Regions from separate parts of the Mus musculus genome. Here region 2 is linked to region 1. A link is a contact called in public Micro-C data. All regions are on one chromosome and are shown on one strand. Each heading gives the region's core, a stretch centred on a gene start, on an enhancer-like site or on the middle of the called end of the contact. The rest is flanking DNA. Distances are from core to core; before and after follow the strand shown.

Evidence for each region. A called contact is a pair of places that touch in the nucleus more often than the background predicts.
Region 2: a contact with region 1 is called in a Micro-C map of embryonic stem cells, with 2.6 times the contacts expected there. The contact joins the promoter of Col23a1 here to the promoter of Adamts2 in region 1. A contact is called at or near these places in 1 of 39 promoter capture datasets (hippocampal neurons) and 2 of 484 Hi-C or Micro-C datasets (both in embryonic stem cells).

What each region holds. Positions count from the first base shown.
Region 1 is chr11:50,600,103-50,603,725 of GRCm38.p6, forward strand. It overlaps Adamts2 (a disintegrin-like and metallopeptidase (reprolysin type) with thrombospondin type 1 motif, 2), which reads left to right and starts at 1,983. Exons shown (of 22, transcript NM_175643.3): 1 at 1,983-2,197; 2 at 3,135-3,529. The coding sequence starts at 2,062.
Region 2 is chr11:51,288,251-51,291,880 of GRCm38.p6, forward strand. Col23a1 (collagen, type XXIII, alpha 1) reads left to right here and starts at 1,670. Exons shown (of 29, transcript NM_153393.2): 1 at 1,670-2,137. The coding sequence starts at 1,877.

The DNA.
Region 1 (3,623 bases), core at 733-3,232:
GCAGGAAGATGAGGGGGAGGGGAGAGGCCCTGAAGTAGGTGAAGCTACTGGGTTTGCTTCCTTCATCTGGCTTGGAGAATCACAGGCGAATGCTGTCTCCAGCTCGCCTAGCCCAGCCCCGACCTGCCTGTTCCTGTCATCTTCCGGCTCAGTCCACACTCGTGTGTTTGAGGATACCTTGCTCCAGCACCTGCTTCTTTCTGCCACACTGGGATTCCAGCTCCAACTTTGGGACAAAATGGATCATCAGAGTTCAGAATGATCGTGTCTTCACGGTACATGTGTGGGGAGTGGACCTTCAGCAAACTGACAGATAAATATCTCATTTAATAATTGTGGCTAAACAGGAATGTGGGCTCATTTTGGCCACCCTTCCCAATTCCTCCAGAAATTTTAGAAATATATTTTTAAAAACTAAAATGTCACAGTTTTACCTTTCTTTCCATCCCCCCTTCTTTTGAGGGTTGTTGGTTTTAAGAGAGGATTTCACTCTGTCGACCAGGCTAACCTCAAAGTCATGGCTATCCTCCTGTCTCAGACTTCCTAGTGCTGGAAGCACACACATAAGCTGCTGCGTCCAATAATCTCATCATCTTTCAATGTTGACAGCAAGAAATCACTGTTTCTGAAGAGTAGATCCAACTCCAGGTGTCCCCAGGAGGCAAGGAAGCCACTGGGTGGTTGTCAGACTACAGCGGTCCACGCCCGCACACCATGCCCCAGGAAGGACAGAACCAAGGATCTGAAGTCACCATGAAAGCCACCAGTTGTACAAATCATGTAGTTTCCCTCATAAGACTGGGCCCTCTTGTTCATAGGGAGTCATCTCTGTACCTTCTGCTTTAGGCTTGCCACACTGGCTTGGGGAAGGGCGAGTGGAAGAGCAAAGAGACAGGTGTCTTTATCTGGAAGAGCAAAACAAAAACTGGACATAACATTGCAAAAGTGTTCCAATACATGGGGGCCTGAAAGAGATACCCAGGAAAACAAGAGCTGGGGGAGTCACTGTGCCCAAGGACAACAGCCTTGGCAGGACAGTGACTCCAGGAAATGGGAGAACCAGGACCCTGCTGGAGAAGATGGATCCTGTTAGAAACTGGAACTCACAGCAAACTGGCAGGGACGTTTGCCTCTGCCCTTGCATGTTCACCTGGAAACGGGGAAGAGTGTTCAGGACTGTTTCTGGTGGACCCAAGGGCAGACTGTGGCAGGAGACCCACTGAGGCAGCTGAGGTCAGCAACTAAGCTGTGCTCGAAGTTAAGAGAGGGAAGGGAGAGTCTCCACCAGAGGTTGCAATGGAGGGCGTGGAGGGACCCAGGGGCTGATGAACTGGAAGAGGGAAAGAGAGGGGTTGGGGGCTGAGGGAACCTCGGTTTTTTTTTTTTTTTTTTTTTAGTGAGGGCAAAAGTTGATCTTTGAGATAGCCTGGGGGAGTGCTCCGTGAGGGGAAGTATCGACCCACCTCTGGAGCCTCCATCTGGACATAGAAACAGGCTCAATGTCCTCCCAGACCCTCTTTTCCTTCCCGTGTCTCATCCAGCTACAAGGCACAGAATGAGGGTGAGACGGCCCCTGGAGTCCCAAGGCAGCAGAGTGCGACTCGCACTACATAGGGCTCTCCGGGTGGGGTGCCACTCCTTCGAGGTGACTTGGGACCCGCGGTGGGCTACCCCTGGCCGGCTTCCAGCGCTTCTCTGCCGCCGCCTCGGGGTGTCTCTGCCTAGCTGCGAGTCGGGAAGCGAGGAGGGGAGCGGGCGGCGGCCGCGCCAAGAAGCGCCGGGTCACCGCAGGCTGAGGCGCCCGCCGTCCCCGCCCTCCCCCTCGCTTGCCTTCGCCTCCTCCTCCCGCCTCCCTCGCCCGCTAGCTAGCTCGCTCCTTCGCTCTCCCCGCCTTCCCTCCGCGCTCCCCGCCCTCTCCTGCGCGCCTCGCCTCCTCCGCCCCGCGCCCTGCGGTGCTGCAGCTGCGGGCGGCTCCAGCTGCCCCCAGATGTGGGCTGGGCAGCGCGCGGGGAACTTTCGCGCCGGCTGCGAGTGCGGGGCCCCGGCTGCGGTCGGGCTGCCATGGATCCGCCGGCGGGAGCCGCTCGCCGCCTGCTCTGCCCCGCTCTACTGCTGCTGCTGCTGCCGCCGCCGCCTCTCCTGCTGCTGCCGCCGCCGCCCGCGAGCGTCCGGCTCGTCGCCGCCACCGAGCCCCCAGGTAGGTGCCAGCCTGGTCCCCACTTCCCGCGACCCTCCGGCCACACTAACCTGCCCGGTGCGTCCCGCCGACCCTTCCTCAAGCATCGTCCGAGGCGACTTGGGCAAACTCTGTGCGCCGCGCCCGGGGCCAAGTTGGCCAACTTCGGGGCCGGGGCGGTCGCGCAGGGGGCGCACCCCGATGCCTTGGAACGCAAGGAGCCTCGGAGCACTTGCCTCTCTCGAGATGCAGAGTGTGGCGCTGGAGGGCCGGGAAAACCCAGCGGCGGAGCGCGCAGAACCAGCACCAGCGGGTCCGGGGGAGCCAGGGCAAGGCGGCGCCCGGGGACGCTCGGGAGGAGCCGGTGCGGAGCGCGCCGCCTGCGGGCCCTGAGCATTGGATGGGTTGTCCCGGAGAGGTTCCCCGGAGATTAGTGGGACCCTGCTCCACCTCTCCCGGGCTTAAGTGTACGGGGCGAGGGGGGCTGACAGTGGGCTGCCCGATGCTGGACTGAGGACAGGCCGCCTATGAACCTGGTTGCTCCGGAGGCCAATGGTGAGGACATTTGGGCAGCAGGGACCGCTGAAGGGTCAGGGTGCATGAGCAGGGGACCAAGGTGGAATAATTTCCGAGGAGCCCCGTGTCCTACCAAGGACGGTATAATTAAGGAGCGAGGGCACTTTGATGGGGTCGCTCTTTAGGGTAACTGCGAGGTGTCCGAGGAACCTCAATTGGGAATCCACTGGGGCAGCTCTTTTGCTGGCTTGGTCCTCTAGAGGGGACGGCCCGCAGGCGACGTGGTTCCGGACTGGTGGTCCTGTCAACGCCCCTTCCTGGAGGCTTCGTGGTGGAATGTCCCTTTTCTTCAACTGAGGCAAGGGCTGGGGGCGCCGGGCTCCGCCGACAGGCTCAGAGTCTCCGAGGTCTCCGCTAAGTCTAACGCCCCTTTCTTTTGCAGGCGGGCCCCCGGGGCAAGGAGCCGAGCGCATCCTGGCGGTGCCGGTGCGCACTGACGCCCAGGGCCGCTTGGTGTCCCACGTGGTGTCTTTGGAGACGGCCGGGGCGGGGGTACGAGCCCGCAGAGCTGCCCTGGACCAGACCTCGGGCTTGCCCGGAGGCGCTGCTCAGGACCCTGGAGGACGCCTTTTCTACAACCTCACAGTATTCGGCCGAGACCTGCACCTGCGGCTGCGGCCCAACGCCCGGCTCGTGGCTCCGGGGGCCACCGTGGAGTGGCAGGGTGAGACGGGTGACACCCGAGTGGAGCCCCTGCTTGGGAGCTGTCTCTACGTTGGAGACGTGGCAGACTTACCTAAAGCCTCCTCGGTGGCGCTCAGTAACTGTGATGGGCTGGTGAGTACTCTCTTCTAGGGCTCCCTTCTGTTCTGGCTCTTGCCTGGGCTTTGGAAACCCATTACTAGGTAGTCCCCTGGGAGGGCGACATAGC
Region 2 (3,630 bases), core at 420-2,919, 690 kb after region 1:
TTTCCAACTGAGAACTGCAGATGGTAAACATATTTCTCATCTCGATTCACTTACCCAGTGTTTATTGAACGTCGGCTATAGGCCAGATAGTGTTCTGTAAGAAGACAGCGGTGCCTGAAACAAGAGGATACAGTTAAAAGGTAACTAGGACAGATGTCCCCATCTCCTGATTAATCATGAAGGGGACTGAGAACGAGGCCACCTCAGATTGGGCAGTCTGGGACAGGCTCTGGAAACCTTGACTTCAGGATTAGGCGCTTGCTCTTCACAGTCTGGGAGGAAGGCTAATCCACATAGGTATCTGACAAGAATAAAGACCCAGGGAGCAATCGCCCTGTTCAATACACAGACGCTTCTAGAATGAAACAGTACCCATTAACACTAACACTGGTAGGTAATGGGTAGTGAGAATGGGTGCTAACTTGTAATACGGTGTTGGCGTCTTTTCAGAGACTTCAGTAGACTGTCAGGTTTGCTTGGCAAGAGGTTTTCAGAATATTTGTTGGGCACAGGCACAGTTTTCACACAGGGCCAAGACTTTATAACCACTACCAGAAACTCCACTTTACCTGAGGCCACAGCCTCCAACCCCAGGAAGTTTTAGTTCAGAGGGTCTTGCCAGCTGGGTGATTTCCCTTTTAATTAGGGGAGTAGGAGTGTTGCTGGGTCTCAACAGGCTTTAAGAATACAGAATGGATAATGCAGCCACAGAAATTAAGAAGACAGCCACAGGAGAGTCAGAAGGGAAGGTGGAAAATTATCTAAAACCCACTCCATCACGTGTGCCCCTTACCAGGCTCCAAACTCAGGACTGACTCTTCTCGAAAGGGTGTCCCAGGAGTTAATGTGACAGTTACTTGAGACCAGTTTTGAGGTATAAATATGCCTTGTGGGGGCCCTGGCAGCTAAAACCTGGATTCCAACTTCAGCCTCTCTGGCCATCCCTGTAAGTGGATGGCTTTCTCTTTGGGCCCGATTGGTGTCCTAATGTAACTGTGGTTAAGACAAGTCAGTATGATGCATTCCAGATTTGGGTTTGGGCTAAGTCTGTCCCTGCAGAATTCAAGGTATACCAAGTTTTAGACACTTTTCCCATTTGTTTTTTGTCTGCTTCCTGAACTAACTGCTCCCTCTGGTTCAGGAAAGAAGTATGAGCTTTTTTGTCTAGTGTCCATGCCTGAGTTGCTATGGTGAACATTGACTATAAGAGGTGCCTAGTTTGCCTCCTTCCTTGTCTCTTATTCTCCTTATTTCTCTCTTTCCTTCCACATTCCTCTCACTAGTTTTCCTCTTTCCTTCCTTTGTTTCTCTTTCTCTTTGATTCTCGGTTACCAAGTCTTCCTGCGCACACCCGCAGGGGTCGCTTTTGGCCACCAAGCGGCGCTCAGCTACCGTCTAGAAAGAACCTCTAACTTTCCCACAGAGTTCCAAGTTTTGCTTTGCAAGTGTCAGAAAGGTCAATCTACAAGCTTGGGGAACACTCCCAAGGCTCGAACAGTGAGTGCCTCAACCTCAGGCGGCCTGCGACAGAGCCGAGCCCGGCCGCATAGGGTGCCTCGGGTGGCACCGGCGGGGTACAGAGGCTCGCGCTCCGGGACCCGCTAGGCGAGGGCCCGGACTGCGAGGAGCTGATGAGCGCCAGGCCCCCACCACCACCCCCGCCCTCCCCGTCCGGCCGCTCCTCCCCTGGGTGGGTCCCCGCGCCTTTTCTGGCGGGGTCTATTTGCATAGAAGGAACTGCCCGCAGTGGCCGCTGAGTCTGAGCGGGCGGCTAGGGGGGCGTGCGCGATCCGCGGCCACCCGGACGCGGAGCCCCGCAGCCGCCGACCTGGAGCCGCCCCGGGCCGCAGCGCCGACGCAGAGCCGGCGGGTCGCCATGGGCGCGGGCGAGCGCGCGGCGGGCGGAGGAGGCGCGCAGGACCCCGGAGCGGGCTGCGGGTCGCGGGCGCTGAGCGCGCTGTGCCTGCTGCTGTCGGTGGGCTCTGCGGCCGCCTGTCTCCTGTTGGGAGCCCAGGCGGCCGCCCTGCATGGCCGAGTGGCGGCGCTGGAGCAGGAGCGCGAGCTGTTGCGGCATGCGGGGCCGTCCGGAGCCCTGGCCGCCTGGGCCGAAACGCACCTGGAGCGCCTGTTACGGGAGGTGAGGGCGCGCGATCGCCGGCCGGGGGATGTCCCGCTTCACGAGGGGGTGTAGGGCTGCGGGGGCGGCGTTGATCGTCACCTTCAGGAGCAGGACTCACCTAGTGGATTGCACTGGGGTCGCTGGTGGGGAAGGGTCCTGCTGTCCAGCTTCTGTGCCGGGACTTGCTTCTGCAGGAAAAACAACTTAAAGGGCTGTTTAGGTAACACTAAGGGGCTATGGTAAAGAAAGACCTTGGGGTAACAACAGTCCTGAGTGCGGAGTCTCTACTGAAGTGTGTGCTCAGACCCACAGCCTCTGCCTGCTCTCCAGCGCTGGAGATACTAATGAGGCTCTTGCGTTCCCACGGCTAGTCTGCCTGAAACAGTCCGGACCACCTCAAGGCTCAGGCCAGCCCTTCCTCTGTGTCCGGGAAGGTTAGGTTGGGAGCGGCTCTGGCCTAGATGTGCTGTGTTCCTTAGCTGGCCCACTAAAACTGTGCATCGAAGACTAGGACACAGCTGAGCTAGCTGCCTCTGTGCGCGTTTGGCTGGGTGGTGATCTCTACAGGCCACCCCCAAAGCGTCTTAGGTTTGTTTTCCGAGGGTTAAGACTCCTGTTTTGAGCCTGCCCTGGTGGCATCTGTAATTCCAGAATTTAGGAGGCTGAATTGTGTGAATCTCTCTACAAGTTGGGGGCTGGCTTAAACTATATAGTTGAGATGCAGGTCCAGCCTGGGCTTCAGAACGAAAATAAATAAATAAATAAATAAATAAATAAATAAATAAATAAATGCCAACCATTGGGCATATTGATGAGCGCCTTTAATCCCAGCACTTTGGAGGCAGAGGCATGAGGATCTCTGAGTTTGAGGTCATCCTGTCCAGGACAGCCAGAGGAAGACCCTGTCTCAAGAAATCAAAACAAACAACAAAAACAAAAGAAGATGGCCATTGTATGCCTGGACTTCTGATCTTCTGTCTACTGATACTCCATCTGACAATACCTGGCCAGAACCTCTACCCTCGGTACAGCAAGCCTCTTGCCTGTAGAACTGTGGCATACACCCGCACACTACAGTTTCTCTCAGCTCTGCCTCCCTTATAGGAATGGTTCACCTCCTCCTAGAGGAGGTGGTTGCCCCAGATCTAAAGGCGGGGGTGGGGGTGGGGAGTCAATCCTAAGGACAGTAGAAAATGAACCTTGCTTGTGGGAGAGGAAGCAGGGGGCAGGTGTACTATCTACCACCTGTTCCCTAAGCTGTGCCCTGCTATGGTCTTTGCTACTTTACTGAGCTGTGCAATGCTAGGGGCACAGCTCAGGGAGAAGGCTGACTTAGATTATGCAAGTCCTTGGGTTAGACTCCTGACATCAGATATTGAGCTGTGTACCCAAGGTGGAGTGGATTTGGGATTTCAAAGGGAATGGAAGAAGTCTAGACCTAACTTTCCTGTTTCCCACAGCTCCTAAGTCACTTTAAGATAAAGCCAACATTACCTCTCCTCCTTGGTTCC